Regions from separate parts of the Mus musculus genome. Here all the other regions are linked to region 1. A link is a contact called in public HiChIP or PLAC-seq and promoter capture Hi-C data. All regions are on one chromosome and are shown on one strand. Each heading gives the region's core, a stretch centred on a gene start, on an enhancer-like site or on the middle of the called end of the contact. The rest is flanking DNA. Distances are from core to core; before and after follow the strand shown.

Evidence for each region. Promoter capture Hi-C pulls out the DNA fragments that hold promoters and counts their contacts. HiChIP or PLAC-seq counts read pairs in DNA pulled down with a chosen protein or histone mark.
Region 2: a contact with region 1 is called in an H3K4me3 HiChIP or PLAC-seq map of embryonic forebrain, with 3 times the contacts expected there. The contact joins the enhancer-like site here to the promoter of Uchl1os in region 1. A contact is called at or near these places in 10 of 39 promoter capture datasets (3T3-L1-derived adipocytes, the C10 cell line, the SN4741 cell line and 5 more), 1 of 15 datasets of contacts at CTCF or cohesin (large pre-B cells), 10 of 115 datasets of contacts at active chromatin or transcription factors (astrocytes, embryonic forebrain, embryonic stem cells and 4 more) and 2 of 9 other capture datasets (adipose tissue and embryonic stem cells).
Region 3: a contact with region 1 is called in an H3K4me3 HiChIP or PLAC-seq map of embryonic forebrain, with 3 times the contacts expected there. The contact joins the enhancer-like site here to the promoter of Uchl1os in region 1. A contact is called at or near these places in 15 of 39 promoter capture datasets (the 3T3-L1 cell line, 3T3-L1-derived adipocytes, the C10 cell line and 8 more), 2 of 15 datasets of contacts at CTCF or cohesin (embryonic stem cells and large pre-B cells), 3 of 484 Hi-C or Micro-C datasets (embryonic stem cells and nephron progenitors), 10 of 115 datasets of contacts at active chromatin or transcription factors (embryonic forebrain, embryonic hindbrain, embryonic midbrain and 3 more) and 4 of 9 other capture datasets (adipose tissue, embryonic stem cells, liver and 1 more).
Region 4: a promoter capture Hi-C map of the C10 cell line shows a contact between it and region 1. The contact joins the enhancer-like site here to the promoter of Uchl1os in region 1. A contact is called at or near these places in 16 of 39 promoter capture datasets (3T3-L1-derived adipocytes, the C10 cell line, the HPC-7 cell line and 10 more), 1 of 15 datasets of contacts at CTCF or cohesin (the NIH/3T3 cell line), 1 of 484 Hi-C or Micro-C datasets (bone marrow-derived macrophages), 17 of 115 datasets of contacts at active chromatin or transcription factors (bone marrow-derived dendritic cells, bone marrow-derived macrophages, craniofacial prominence and 10 more) and 5 of 9 other capture datasets (adipose tissue, embryonic stem cells, liver and 2 more).

The regions. Positions count from the first base shown.
Region 1 is chr5:66,674,681-66,677,953 of GRCm38.p6, reverse strand. It overlaps Uchl1os (ubiquitin carboxy-terminal hydrolase L1, opposite strand), which reads left to right and starts at 1,457. Exons shown (of 5, transcript NR_102714.1): 1 at 1,457-1,892. Uchl1 (ubiquitin carboxy-terminal hydrolase L1) reads right to left here and starts at 1,833. Exons shown (of 9, transcript NM_011670.2): 1 at 1,632-1,833; 2 at 1,507-1,518; 3 at 882-1,010. The coding sequence starts at 1,664.
Region 2 is chr5:66,303,350-66,306,622 of GRCm38.p6, reverse strand. All of the region lies in intron 16 of Apbb2 (amyloid beta (A4) precursor protein-binding, family B, member 2), which reads left to right. Among named protein-coding and RNA genes, the nearest start is that of Nsun7, 45 kb to the right of the region's middle. Within about 2 kb of position 1,737, at least 26 of the 459 cell types and tissues checked have an H3K27ac peak or open chromatin away from gene starts, as enhancers often do. A contact at or near this core is called in embryonic forebrain, where this site is marked.
Region 3 is chr5:66,326,702-66,329,974 of GRCm38.p6, reverse strand. All of the region lies in intron 11 of Apbb2 (amyloid beta (A4) precursor protein-binding, family B, member 2), which reads left to right. Among named protein-coding and RNA genes, the nearest start is that of Nsun7, 68 kb to the right of the region's middle. Within about 2 kb of position 1,459, at least 53 of the 459 cell types and tissues checked have an H3K27ac peak or open chromatin away from gene starts, as enhancers often do. A contact at or near this core is called in embryonic forebrain, forebrain, liver and 1 more, where this site is marked.
Region 4 is chr5:66,991,251-66,994,523 of GRCm38.p6, reverse strand. Limch1 (LIM and calponin homology domains 1) reads right to left here. Exons shown (of 26, transcript NM_001001980.3): 9 at 1,346-1,381. Among named protein-coding and RNA genes, the nearest start is that of Gm33040, 6.6 kb to the left of the region's middle. Within about 2 kb of position 1,748, at least 3 of the 459 cell types and tissues checked have an H3K27ac peak or open chromatin away from gene starts, as enhancers often do.

The sequences.
Region 1 (3,273 bases), core at 208-2,707:
TAGAACACCTGCCCTCAGGACGGTATTTAATTAGCCTCATCCCATCTGGCAGAGACGCAAATGCCTCCAAGTTTTACCAATGTCATCCCCTCTTAAATCATTAGGAAGCTAAGAGCCCACAGGAGGGAGACGATGCAGTGATTTACTGGGGCTCCACACACGGCGAGACAACGCATAACCCCCAGTTTTGTCTTTCTCTATGGCTCAGCCTGAATCATTTGCATCCCTGCCCAGTGGAAGATGGAAGACTGTTTCAGAAAATGAAGAAGTGTCTCTATGACTGTGTCACAGGAGCCCTACTTCATCCAGCCACAAGGTCAGAGAGGTGGAGACCGCGGCTCTGTGCACCAGTGATTCAGCTTTCTAAAAGGAACGTTCAACAGTGTGCCTGCTGGGAGGGGTGGGGGAGGGGAATGGAGAATCCACCAGAGAGGCAGATGGAGGTGGCAAATGAAGAGACAGCTCTTTTGACTTAAGCAAGCCAGGCCCTCATCAGTTTACAGTCAGGTGAGAGAGCAACAGAACCAAACCAGGGACCTGACCCACTCACGGCCCTTAAAAGGAAAAAAAAAAAAAAACAAACCGGCCATCCGCAAGTGGGAGCAAGGCTCATAAGTAAACAAACAAACAAAATAAACAAGTTGGAGATCTTTCTTTGGATAACTGAAAAAAAGACTTAGACGCAATGGGCTCCTTCTCTTCCAAATTGAGGCAATAATGGACATCACAATAGAGCCCCGATGAAAATGCAAGCACCTCCCACCCTAAGAAGTGGGATCCTTATCAGGGACCCTACAGGAAAAGGGGACAGCGTGAGGTAGGAACTCATTCCACAACACTGCGTATCCACTGAGACCCGCCCATCACAGACCTCTCCCTACCTGGGCCGTGAGGGGAAACAGGAGCAGCAGGGCGCAGGCAGGGGATGGCACTGAGCCCAGAGTCTCCTCCTCCAGCCCTAGCACGTCGGCGAAGCGCCACTGGCCGGCGACCCCCAGCTTGGCCAACACCTGCAAGAAAAAGACAGGGCAGCCAGACCGAAAAAGCCAGACAAATAATGGGCACCTGCTAGGGGGCGGGGCCAGCACGAGCATCCCTCGTGCGGCCCTCCCACTCCCCAACCCCCCACCAAACACACACACACGGGTCCCCACCCGAGTCTGGGAGGAGCCTCCGCGCCGTCCCACCCTGCGTGCCGCGCAGTGACACAGCACAAAGCTCAGCCCACACGTGGCTCGCGCGAAGCCCTCGGACTAGAGTCCGCGGGCCGTCGCCACGCCCTCGAGAGCTGCTCCCCGCGCTCGTTGCTGTCCGGGTCCATCCTCCGCCACCTCCCCGTGATCGATCTCTCAGTCACTCCCAAACCCCTAGATAACTCAGGGCAGAGACGACACCCAGCTGGGCGCCCCAGCCCAGCCACCTCCATTGCACAGGGCGCGGCCGGCTGGGCGTCTCCAACGATGCTCTTGGAGGATAGGGACAGAGACTGCGCGCCGCGCCACTCACTTTGTTCAGCATCTGAAAGCCAAAAGCAAAGAGGAAAATGATAATAAAACTAAATGATTCAGCTACCGAGCTGTAGCTAAGGGTCAGCCTTATTTCTCCCGAAGCGACCCAGCAGCTATGCTTACCTCGGGGTTAATCTCCATCGGCTTCAGCTGCATCTTCGCGGATGGCACCTGCAGACACAAACCCGAGGAGCCGAAAAAACAGCCGGTGGAGCCGCCCAGGCTGCTGTTATAAAGCGCCGGCCTCGCTCACTGGGAAAGCCTGAGCAGGGGAGACGGGAGCAGAAACAAGCAGAGGAGGAAGGCCAAGAGGGCTCGAACTCCCCCATGCACCGCACAGAATGGTACAAGCCAAGCCCCCAAACCTTGCAGTCTCACTCGCCGGTGAGCTAATCTGGTGGTTGTGGAGATGGGTTTTGTTGGTGGGTGTTCCTTGAGCGCATGAAGCAGCCTATTTGAGGGAGCTTTCAATTTGGAGCGAAATTTCTGGAAACCCTCCTCTGTCGTCTCAATCACTCCAAAGCTCGAGGGTCTCTGAAACATTGAGAGAGAGAGAAAAAAAAGCACAAAATCAACAGGTATATGTAGTGTTTAATATGAATATAAATATTTGTCGGTCTTCCTCCCTCCCCCCCCCCGCCCATCTCGGAACAGTTTGTACTTAACCTTAGACAATCTGTCCTCCATGTTAAATTCAACCTGTGTCCAGGCTCGGTTTTTAATGGACTGCCTAGAATAAAACATCTGATACGGAGTGCATTAGTGAAGCTGATGTAATGTGACTCCAGGGGAAGAACCGGTGGGTCGCTGGGAAGCAGTACATGCGAGACACATAGAATACGGGCGCCGGAGGACTTTAGAAACAGACCAAAGAAAAGATAGATGATTTGAGACTAGAGGCTTAAAGGAAAAAGCATTTAAAAAAAAAATAGGGGAAACCTTTTTTCAAAGAACAGGGGTTTGGGATAATAAGATTTTGGTCCACAATACTTTGGGCGCAGAAGAAAGGGAATAGCAACGGAGGAGAGCCCGCGGTTCTCCAGGGATGGGGGCGGGGGTGTTCTTTCTAACAGGCACATTTCAAAGGATGGAAGGCAAACGCTTGTGCTGAAGGCGGAGTAGAAGGAGGGGCCAGATCTGTATCAATTGTCAGGGATGCTAAATCACAGAATGAGGTAGCTAAGGATGCAGGCAGGTTGGGTATTTTAAAAAATATGCTCAGAACAAATGGTGAAAAACAGACATGCTTTTTGCTAGCCCGAGGTAAGCAAGGCATAGGATGGAGGGAACCAACCTTGTTTTAACAGCACTGCCTCTCCAGCTGGATCCTTTACCAGGCCATCTTATTTCACCCTGAGAGGGTCCAATATTGTATTTGTGAAATTTTATACATCAGGATCCAGGGTTCAGAGATGTTCATTTGCTTGGTGCTACAGCTGGAAAATGAGGCAGGAAGACAAAACCTGGTAAATGAGGCTGGAAGGGTCCATTTTCTGTTTTAGACTCAGCAATGTGCTACTTCAATTTTCTTCCCAGTTTCACCATCAGGGAAAAAAAAATGACCTTCACTTACCAAGTGTGAGAGGCAAGAAGGCATTAGTAAGATTCTGAGTGAATTTTATACTATGTAAATTACATCTCAATGCAGTTAATAAAAAAAAAAAATACAAGACAGACGGACACATAACCCAGTACACCTGGGTAGACTGTGTGCATGTCTGTCTTTTGGCAGAGACATACTACATTTCCAGTTTTCTTCATTTAT
Region 2 (3,273 bases), core at 488-2,987, 370 kb after region 1:
CAGCCTTCCAAGCGATGGGACGATAAGTAAGTGCCACCCGTGTTTGGGTTTTAAAATAGTAGGCCATTGAGAGGGATGAGCATCCATCTTTCTGATGATCTTTCCTAGTAAGGGTGGGTTTAAATAGTAGCTTGAGGTGTAGTGACCAATCCAAGGGCCCATCAGCCAGTGTAGACTGAAGAGACAAGAAGGGTCATGAGCAGGAGGCAGTTATCTGATGGAGCACTGGGTGACATGGGGGTGGCAGAGTTCCCTCTGCTGTGCCTGTGGGCTGCACAGACCCTAGAGAGCCCAAGTGTGACCCCTGAATCAGGGAGCTCAGATTCAGTAGGAGAGACTCGAAATCCAAAAAATCCCACAGGAGTGTAGAAGGAGGAGGCTACGCTGGACTGAGAAGGGATTAGACTGAGAGGGAAGCGCTCTGAAAAGAGGGAAGTGCTAAGAAAGTCTGTCAAGGGTTGTCTAAGGGACGACACTGGCTGGTCTGTGAGCCTGGTTATTTTAGGATGGGGACAATCTGCGCACTTTCTTGTGCTAAGGGAATCCACATATATCATGTGCCCCATCGTGACATTTGTGTGAATGACAGACCACACGTAACACACACAGTGTGGTCCCATGAGGCCATAGTGGCGTTGAAAATTACCTATTACCTACAGTGTGTGTGTGTGTGTGTGGTGGGGGTTATTTGTGTTTTTTTAAGTTTTTGCAATTTTCCAGTCCTTTCTGTAAAGGTTTGCACCACCCTGGCAGACCCCTCACCACAGAGCCTTCCCTCCTCTCTCCTCCACTGGCACCACTGGCGGCCTTCGCGGTGCCCCCTGCTTGGCTCTCACCTCCTGCTCCTCTCAATGTTTTCTCAGTGTCTTGCAAGGCTGTGTCTGGGCTCATTTCTCCCTGTATAATTCAAGGAATCATAACACCAAAGCCAGGCGCTGCGCCACCACCAGATTCTGAATCCAGATACAGAAGTGACATCTGGTGTGGTTCTGTACGTTTTGTACATCCTGGCTGCTTTTCCTAAATTCCTGGCTTAGTTACCGTTGCCTTCCCAGGGGGAGGACATGGACGGCCATTTGTTGCCTCTGAAGTAGACAGTTGGTCAGGTGTTTAGAGGCATTCATCGAGGCACCAGTTCTCCAGCAGCCAAGGAAGAAAGGGGGCATTCGTGTGTTAGTACAAAAGGTCAGAATGGTTATTTGTAAAATGTTTGTGTGGGGGTGGGATGGGTGGAGGGAGGGCAGAGATAAACAAATAGGGGAGAGCAGATTGGCTTATGGGTGCCCATTAAGGCCAGTGAGATGGCTCAGCAGGTAAAGGCGCTTGCCACCAAGCCTAGCAATGACCCAAATTTGAGCTCTGAGCCCATATTAGAAAAGACTCAAGTCCCACAAATTGTCCTCTGACTTCTATATGTGTTCTGTGGCACAAGCTACACACATACACACACGTACACACATACTTCATACTCACACACACATACAGACATATACACACACTCCATACTCACACACACATGTACACACATGTACGGACACACATAAACACACTCACACGTACACACACTTTTTTTTTCATCCCTAAGACATCATTGACCTGAGGGGGAAGAGAGGGAGAGAAGAGAGACCTGGAATTCACACCCCATCTGTTTCCCACACCCTGGTTCATGGCTGTGGATCTGGGAGCCTATGCCTGGGTGTCAAGGAGCAGGCCTGAGGGGAGAGAAGCAGGGAGCACAGGCGCTGGGGTGAGCCAGGGAACCAGGTGGAGACCGTTAGGTGGGAGGAAGGGCTACAGGAGATAAACAAGTGCTGTTTCAATCAAGCAAAAACCTAGATATTTTACAGAATTGAAATGGAGCATAACAGATGGTTTGGGCCTAAAATGAATGGCTTTCACTCGTAATTATACATTTTAAATGCTAATGACAGTTAGCTAATTAGTTTTACCAGCGGCTACAGTTTTGTTTTTCCAAACTCCCGGACTCATTTTTCTGCTTGGAAACATTTTTAAAAAAAAAAAATTAATAAAAAAATGTTATTAATGCAACCAGCTGGAGTGGCTCCAGCAGTGTGGTACCAGGCACTTGGGTACAATCCAGGCCCCCCCACACTCTGAATCCAGCTCTCCCAGTGCAGCCCCTTCTTCATGCAGATTCATGCCGCTCTCTGTCCTGAGCACTCACTCATACATGGATTCCTGGTATCCGAGATACGGCAGTGATACACGCTTGCTTTTAAGGCATAATTTGCAGCTGTGTTGTATAGGCCTCGTGAAGACACTTTAGTAAAATTTAAAATCAGAGGGGGATTCTTTATGAATTTCATCAGTTACGTGTAATTTTGATTCACTCCATACATTCCCACAAAGCCACTGTTTGAGATTTCAAGTCCAGGGTTCAATATCGTCGCCAAACCTGCGTGGTGATAAATTCATGGTCTCAAAGTGTGTGGTTGGTGACACAGACTTAGCGAGACCCCTTGCGAGTGTCAGACCTGTGAGAAGCCATCCTTCCGGATTGAGTCGAAGGAACCAGTTATCTGGCCTGACGATCTGAGAGGACGTGGAAACCTCACGCCCATCTCTCGCGGGCTGTGTCACGCGTTTGAGAGAGAAGCGGCTGTAACCCTGCTAAGGAGCCTGTTGACGTTGAACTTGACTTTTGAGAATCATCTGTGGGTCGGATCATAGTGCGCCAGAGAGATGGCATGGCAGCTCCTCCTTCTCATCCAACTTTGAAGGGACTACTTAACTTTCAGCTAGTACAAAAGCAAGTGGGCTACTTATTTTTTAGTATATTTTTATATATTTTAATGTATATTGAATATTTGTGTGTGTGTATGTGTGTGTGTGTGTGTGTGTGTGTGTGTGTGTGTGTGTACACGGTGTATGAGAGGGAGTACTCACCACATGTGAAGGTCAATGAGCAGCACTGGGAAGTCCTTTCTCTCTGCCAAGGGTTCCTGGGGTCAAACTTGAGTTGATAGGTGTCAACTCCAAGTGCCCTTACCTGCTGAGCCAACTCACCAGGCCTGTGTTATTGCATTTCTGAAAGCTAGCTGTACCCATGCTTCCCAATGCTAATGAAGATGTTTTTAAAACTCTATTAGGGTTCATACATGACCATAAAATACATACTGAAATCTCAGTACATTTTCTACTAAAGTAGGAAACAGGGACAAATGTGTGTTGCCAGGCCTATCTTAGGCTTTCTATAGGTTTGCGCTATAATTCTCAACTACTTTGTAATCAAATAAACGGAAGGTTGGAGAA
Region 3 (3,273 bases), core at 210-2,709, 350 kb after region 1:
ATGCTCTCTGTTCAGGCTGTTCATTCATTCCAAAGGGCTTGATGATTGCCTGCCCCATGCCAGCCAGTGATGGGTAATCGAGGTGAAAGGCCCCTGCTCACATGGACTTGATGTTTTAGTCAGGGGCAGAGAGGGGGAACTTATGAGTATATAACCAGGGCTCTAGTTAGCTGTGACTGGGGGCAGTGGAGCCTTTCAGGGGTGATGGTGATTGATCAAGAGGAACCTGCACAGAACTTGGGGTGATGGGAGTAGTCGCCAGAGGCCACAGGTTACTGGGTTCCTGAAAGGAAAGCTGGGGATGGATGGGAAGGAAGGTGAGAGAAATAGCGAGCCAAGACTAAGTTCTCTGATCAAGGCTCAGTGTTTTAATTCTAGGGTCTGAATTTAAAAGGGGGAGACCCATCTCCCACTCTGCCAGGATCTCATAGCTTTGCCAGGATCTCCTCAGGAAGACAGGCTCAGCTGCTCAGCAGATAGTGGCTTCTTGCAGGAAGCTACAGTTGTGGCAGGACAATAGACTTCACCTAGGTCAGAAGACGCCACCCTATGTAGGCTAGCAGGCTGTGGAAGACAAGGTCTGATTCAGCCCTCTCAAGGCTGTGGGGAGGGCACAGATGGGCAATAGACAAAAAGGTCCAAAGCAGGAAGAAACCAGAATGTTTGGGAGCCCCGGGGTTACAGGGTTAGGAAGTCAGGGAATTTGGAGGTGGCCGTAGGCTGGAGGGTAATGGGAGAAGACAGAAGAACACAGCAGGTAATTACTGTTGTTGACCCCAGCAGTGAAAAAACCATAATCCAGTGGGGACAGAGAAAGTCAGAGACACAGAGAATGAAAGAAAGAAAAGGGAACAGTCCCAAAAACCAAGGCCACATCTTCTGTAAGAGAGGGCCCTGAGCAAAGTCAGCTAACTAGAGCCGACCTGGTTCCCACATGACATGCAGAACAGAGGACGAGCTTAACTGAGTGTAGCCCAGACTCTCCTGGGTAAAAGGCCGCCTACTAGTCGTGGGGTTGAAGCAAGATAGCGTAAGTTCTCTGGACTTTGGATTCCCTTTTATAAAGCATGCCCCGTGACCAGAGACTACTGCACTTATTTCAACAGCAGTGACGAACAACTCTTTCTAGTGTTGTCTGTATTTCTCTAGATACTATTGAATTTACAGATTATCAAGAATACTTGCATCTAAGAGAGAGATGATTAAAAAAAAAAAACCAACAACATTGATGTGTTATTTACCCTAGTGTTCCTCCCATCCACCCAAAGAAGTGGGTCTACAGAAGAAAGGAATTTACCTACAGGCACAGCAGTGCCTTTGCTTTAGGTTTGTGGTTTTGTTTTCTTCTGTGCATGCTAAGTGCCACCAAGCCGAATCCCTGTGAGTCCTGGTTGCCAGGCGCTTTACGCCGCAGGCGCTTCTTACACAGTGTGGAGAGCTGTCATCTCCCGACTCTGTATCAAAGTCTTCAACAAAGAGCGTACACTCCTCTACCCTGTCAGATAGACGCCTTCTGGGTGGCGTGTGTCTCCTGTCTCTGCTCTCCAAAAGCAAGCCGTGCCTTCACCAGTCACGGATGACGTGTATCATTTAATGAGCTCAGACTTTTCCCTTGAAAACCGGGGGATGTCATGAATTACTCCCCCCATTTGAAAACTAAACGTTAAATTTCCTCTAGGTCAGAGAGGCAAGCCTGGTGTTTTTGATCGGTAACGCTGTACAAAGGGAAGCTGGAACTCTTCAATGCTTCTCCACAAGATGGACTTGGGAGGAAAACAAAACAAAACAAGACACCCGTTTCTTGGTTGCTTTTAACTATCCCTCCCACCCTCATGGTGAGCTGCCAGTTTAACTGTCTTCTCTCCAGAATCAGGAGAAATCCTTTGTTGAGAAGAGTGTGCTTTGCATTTCAATATCTTTACCCACAGTAAATCCTCAGGCACTCTTACTCTCTCTGGCCGCTATTAATGCCTGCCACTGGGGCTGGGGCTGGAAGCGGGAGCTAGGGGAAGGAGCCTGTCCTGGGAAGGACAGCATCCCTGGTCGGAGGCAGGGATCTGGTCATCTTCAGCTGCAGGAAGGAAAGCCCTTCTCTGAGGAGAAGCCTGAGAATCTGGACAGAAACCAAATGGGTGATTTGCATAAACTTGTTCTTCACCTCCGTTCTGAGGTGGAGAGTCCACAGGGGTCTACTGGGCCATTCTGGTTCCATCCTCTCCAGAACTGACCTTAAAATTGTGATGCAGGTAGCTCTTGCTTGAAGTCACAAAAGAGGTGGTAATCCAAACCAAGTTATTGGGGGAGGGGGGAGCAGACCCACCTTTCTTGCCCCCCATACATTCACATCTAATTCACACGACCACCCGTGATAGCTCAGGAATTCTGTAGGTCTATCTGTAAAGGTGTGTGTCTCACTGGTTCGCCCACATTACAGATGAAATTGGAGAACAAAGCAACCAAGGGTCCCAACTATGGGCAAACAGATAATAAAAAGTCAGATAACTAAGGACGTAAGACAAGGTAGGAAAATGGACTGTCCTGTCGGGTGCGAAAACAGGTGGAAGACCGAAGTTCACTGTCACATGAGCAATGGTGACTGCATCCAGAGATTCCAAAGACCCACGGTGATGAAGAGAAGTATTTAAAAAAAGCACGTGTACAGGTTCCACCACAGTAGACAAGCAGGGCCATAGCAGAGACCTTGCCTGGTGAGGCCGGGTGTGAGAAGGGGGTGGTTGTGTTTTTCCATTCGTGGGGAACAGCTTGGCCAGGGCACAAATGATGACAGTCTTTCAAAGAACCATACTATACTGTGTCGCTCTGGCGTGCCATTCCTGTTGCTGTTTTTCAGGAATGCCAACGCACATGACAAAGTAGCTCTGTTGCCTGAGATTTGTGCTAAGGAAATCAGTGCCTGTTTTCTGCATTTGTTTTTCCAAGGAGCTGCGGCAAGAGCCTGCTGATCAGGCAGCCCTGGTGAGCTACTTCAGTGGAACCAATCTAGGGACCCGATTCTTCCCACTGGCATCGTATACCCTGCGAAGGGAGTAGGCTTGCAGCTAGCTAAGTTTAGCCTTCTCCTCTCTCAGAATGGCTCATCCCGTGCGAAGCCCAGCTCTGGGCCGATGGGTGTTTTGTTGTTGATGTTTCTCATTTAGCAAACGTACCGAGTGGTGGAGTAGCTACCACTGTCGGTGACTCATTGGGGGTTTGCCAATGACATTTCAGAGCTCCCCTGAAATTTCTCTTTATGGCTGGTTTTTACTTCAGCAC
Region 4 (3,273 bases), core at 499-2,998, 320 kb before region 1:
GAATAAATCCATCCTTCACAATGTTGCTGCTCATCAGATCAGAGTAGGGCTTGGCCTCTCAATCGCATGCCTCCTCCTGTCAGCGATGTGAAATATTGCCGCTGAAGGATTTAAGAGTCATACCCAGGTCTCAGTTTTACTGTTGGCTTAACTCATTGCAGTCAGTCAGGCACAGGCTGAGTTGCATTTTGGGGACACGGAGGTTCTGTCTCCTAGAGAACTACATAATTCTAGACTGCCCATTGGAACTTGGCAATGGAATGTGAGCGCTCAGGGTTAAGACTCCTCAACACAAACACAGGGAAAAGCATGATGGGAAAAGAGTTGTCTAAAGCCCCCATCTCTGCCTAAATACCATTATGGTTGTCATCAGTAGAATTGACATCTGTGGGTTCTACGCCCTGATTTGCTGTGGAACTTGGGTCAGGAGAGCAAGCAACATCCATCGTTCTGCTGATGGCCAGGTCTCTGTCAGGCCACGTGGACACTTTTGTGCAACTCGTGTTGGAATGAAATATTAAATCCTTTTCCTCAGAAGACCAATCACCACACCCAAGAAGATCATCCTGAAAAACCTTCGGCCTTGTACATCAAGGGCACAAGGTTCTGCTTACAGGAAAGCCAACTTTGGGACAGAGTTTGTAAGGTCACAGATGGGGTGAATACGATTTTTCTCAACCTGGGATGTGAGGTGCAGGGTAGGGAAGAGACCTCTGTTCCAGAAGAAAAGCAAGCGGTAGGCAGAGGAACCCGGGTTCTTGTTTTATACCCTTGACCCCTTGCTATGCCACAGAACTTGAACAAAACCCCAATGTTTGGGTCTTAAACATCCCACAGTTTATACAACTCCAACCTGGTAGAGACTTGGGCTTCTGAATCTATAATTAGTGGTTTAGGATTTGGTTGGTTTTTTTTTTTTTTTTTTTTTTTTAGTTTTGGGGAAAAAAGTGACTGTAAGAATGACTACTTCTTTGTTTAGGCTAAGCCCCTGTGCATTGGGAGTTAAACTGCAAACCTCATGACACCCCCTTCCCTAATTCAATGGTTCAGGAAGGGTACCAATGTCCAAGTCATAAGAGCGGCTTGAGCATGCCAGGCAGTGGGAAATGAGCGGCAAAGCTGCAGCATTAGCCACACATTAGCATCATGCTTAAGTTGCTGTCTCCATCACTTCCCCTGCACAGAACACACGACCCCGGTGGCACCCCGGTGCTCGTCTGTGCACTGGGCTGACTGTGCAGCTCTCTGCAGCCTCCGTTGCATGCCAATTAGTGGTAAGTACAGGAAGCATGCAGTTTAGGCTAGTGATTAATGTGATCCTATGAACACGATAGATGCCACTTACTCTGCGTCATCTGACACAGGAGTTCTGGGACCGTATCTACAAGATCAAATACAAAATTAGAGAGGGCTGGCAGAGAGCGGATGCTGTGACCAACCTGGAAAAACAAACTGTGGGAGAAATCAGTTCGTGTCTACCAAACCTTTTTTGCTGGTCATGCTGTAAGAGAAATGTTGTTACACAATTAGCAATATTCATTAGCTACTTAAAAAAAAAGCCAAAATCAAAGCCTTCATATTTCCAAAGGGTATAAAGTTGCCATTAAGACCCAGAAGAGAAATCAAAAAAATCCCATGCTGCCCACAAAGAAAACTCTGTTTAATGGAAACACAAAAGCTTGGGGTTAACTCACAGTATTCGGAAAAGACAGCCTAAAATGCAAATACACTACAGTTATTCGCACACACATGGCTCATGCCCCTGTGTTGGTGTAATGGGCCGTCATGGACATGCAACATACATGAACCCTCACTGAGCTGCTCTGATGTGTTAATGCACAGACAATATCAAAGGCTATTCCTACGGGTTTTCTAAGAGCAAATCAGAACTTCAGCCAGAACTCCAATCAGTACTTTCCGCCTGCATTTGACAGAAACCACAATTCCTAGAAAACGGGTCGTCTTAATCAAAACCAGACTCAGAGGCTATCCCACAGCTGGAAAAAAACAAGGTTTGTCCTGATCTTTTCTATTCTCCTGCTAATCTGGGTTTACAAAGCTACATCCTCGGCAGTATGATTATGTGAGGCCCAAATGAAGCTACACAGTAGAAAAGATCTGAAGGTGAGAACATCACTGTACAGGAGCACGCATCTGAATGAAAAACTCCCGTGATCAAGCATCCCTGCAGCAAGGCACTGTCTTCTTCTGCTCCCAAAAGGCTGCTCACTTCTCTCACTTCTGTATTCTTTTCTTTTCTTTTTTTCTTTTTTCTTTTTGGTTTTTCGAGACAGGGTTTCTCTGTGTAACTCTGGCTGTCCTGGAACTCACTCTGTAGACCAGGCTGGCCTTGAACTCAGAAATCCTCCTGCCTCTGCCTCCCAAGTGCTGGGATTAAAGGTGTGCGCCGCTGCCGCCACCACCATCCGGCTGTCACTTCTGTATTCTGAATGCTGTAAGGAGACTCTATCCTGCTTCTAGCTTCCAGAAACCACACCTGGTCAGCAAAACATTACCTTGTCCCATGATCGGTAGCCTATCAGGTAATTTCTGAATGTTTCTTCCTATAATTTTAGAGAAATTGCCCCAACAATGCATGAAAACACACACACACACACACACACACACACACACACACACACTCCTTTCTTTCTTTCAACTTTCATCATTCTAGAACATTCCACATTTATTGACAATTATTATTTCATTCATAGGGAAAACCTGAAAATCAAGACTGCCTTTGCTGATAAGAAGAAGGTAGTTAGCACTTGGCTTCAAGGGGCCTTTTCAGTTATCAAATCTGTGGGTAAGACCCCAGCTTTCTGTTGGAATGGACAAAAGCAAGCCAACCAAAGGACTGTGAGAAGACTGTGCTGGCAGAAGACACATTCTGTTCTGCAGGGGCCACTCCCAAAAGGTACTAGTTTAAGCAGGATCCTCAGTGTGCCCCAAATGCCCCAACTGTGAGGCAAGTGACGCGAGGACTCTTCCCCACTAGGGAGGGAGCATGAGCAGGGTCACTTCTGAAGCCTGGATACATGGATTTTAGTCAGTAAAAAGGCCCACTAGAGCACTCATATTCAAATGCGGGGCTTGCTAAACCATCTTTGAAAGAGAAGTTATTCTTGATGGATAAATAATGGAGAAATGGTTAACTAACAATTGTGTGGCCTCGTGTCTCTATTTGGATATCCAGTTAGTATTTTATCGAAGTACAACACAACTCGGAACTCGGAGCTTATGGTGCACACACAGTCTTGTCCTAGCTAACTG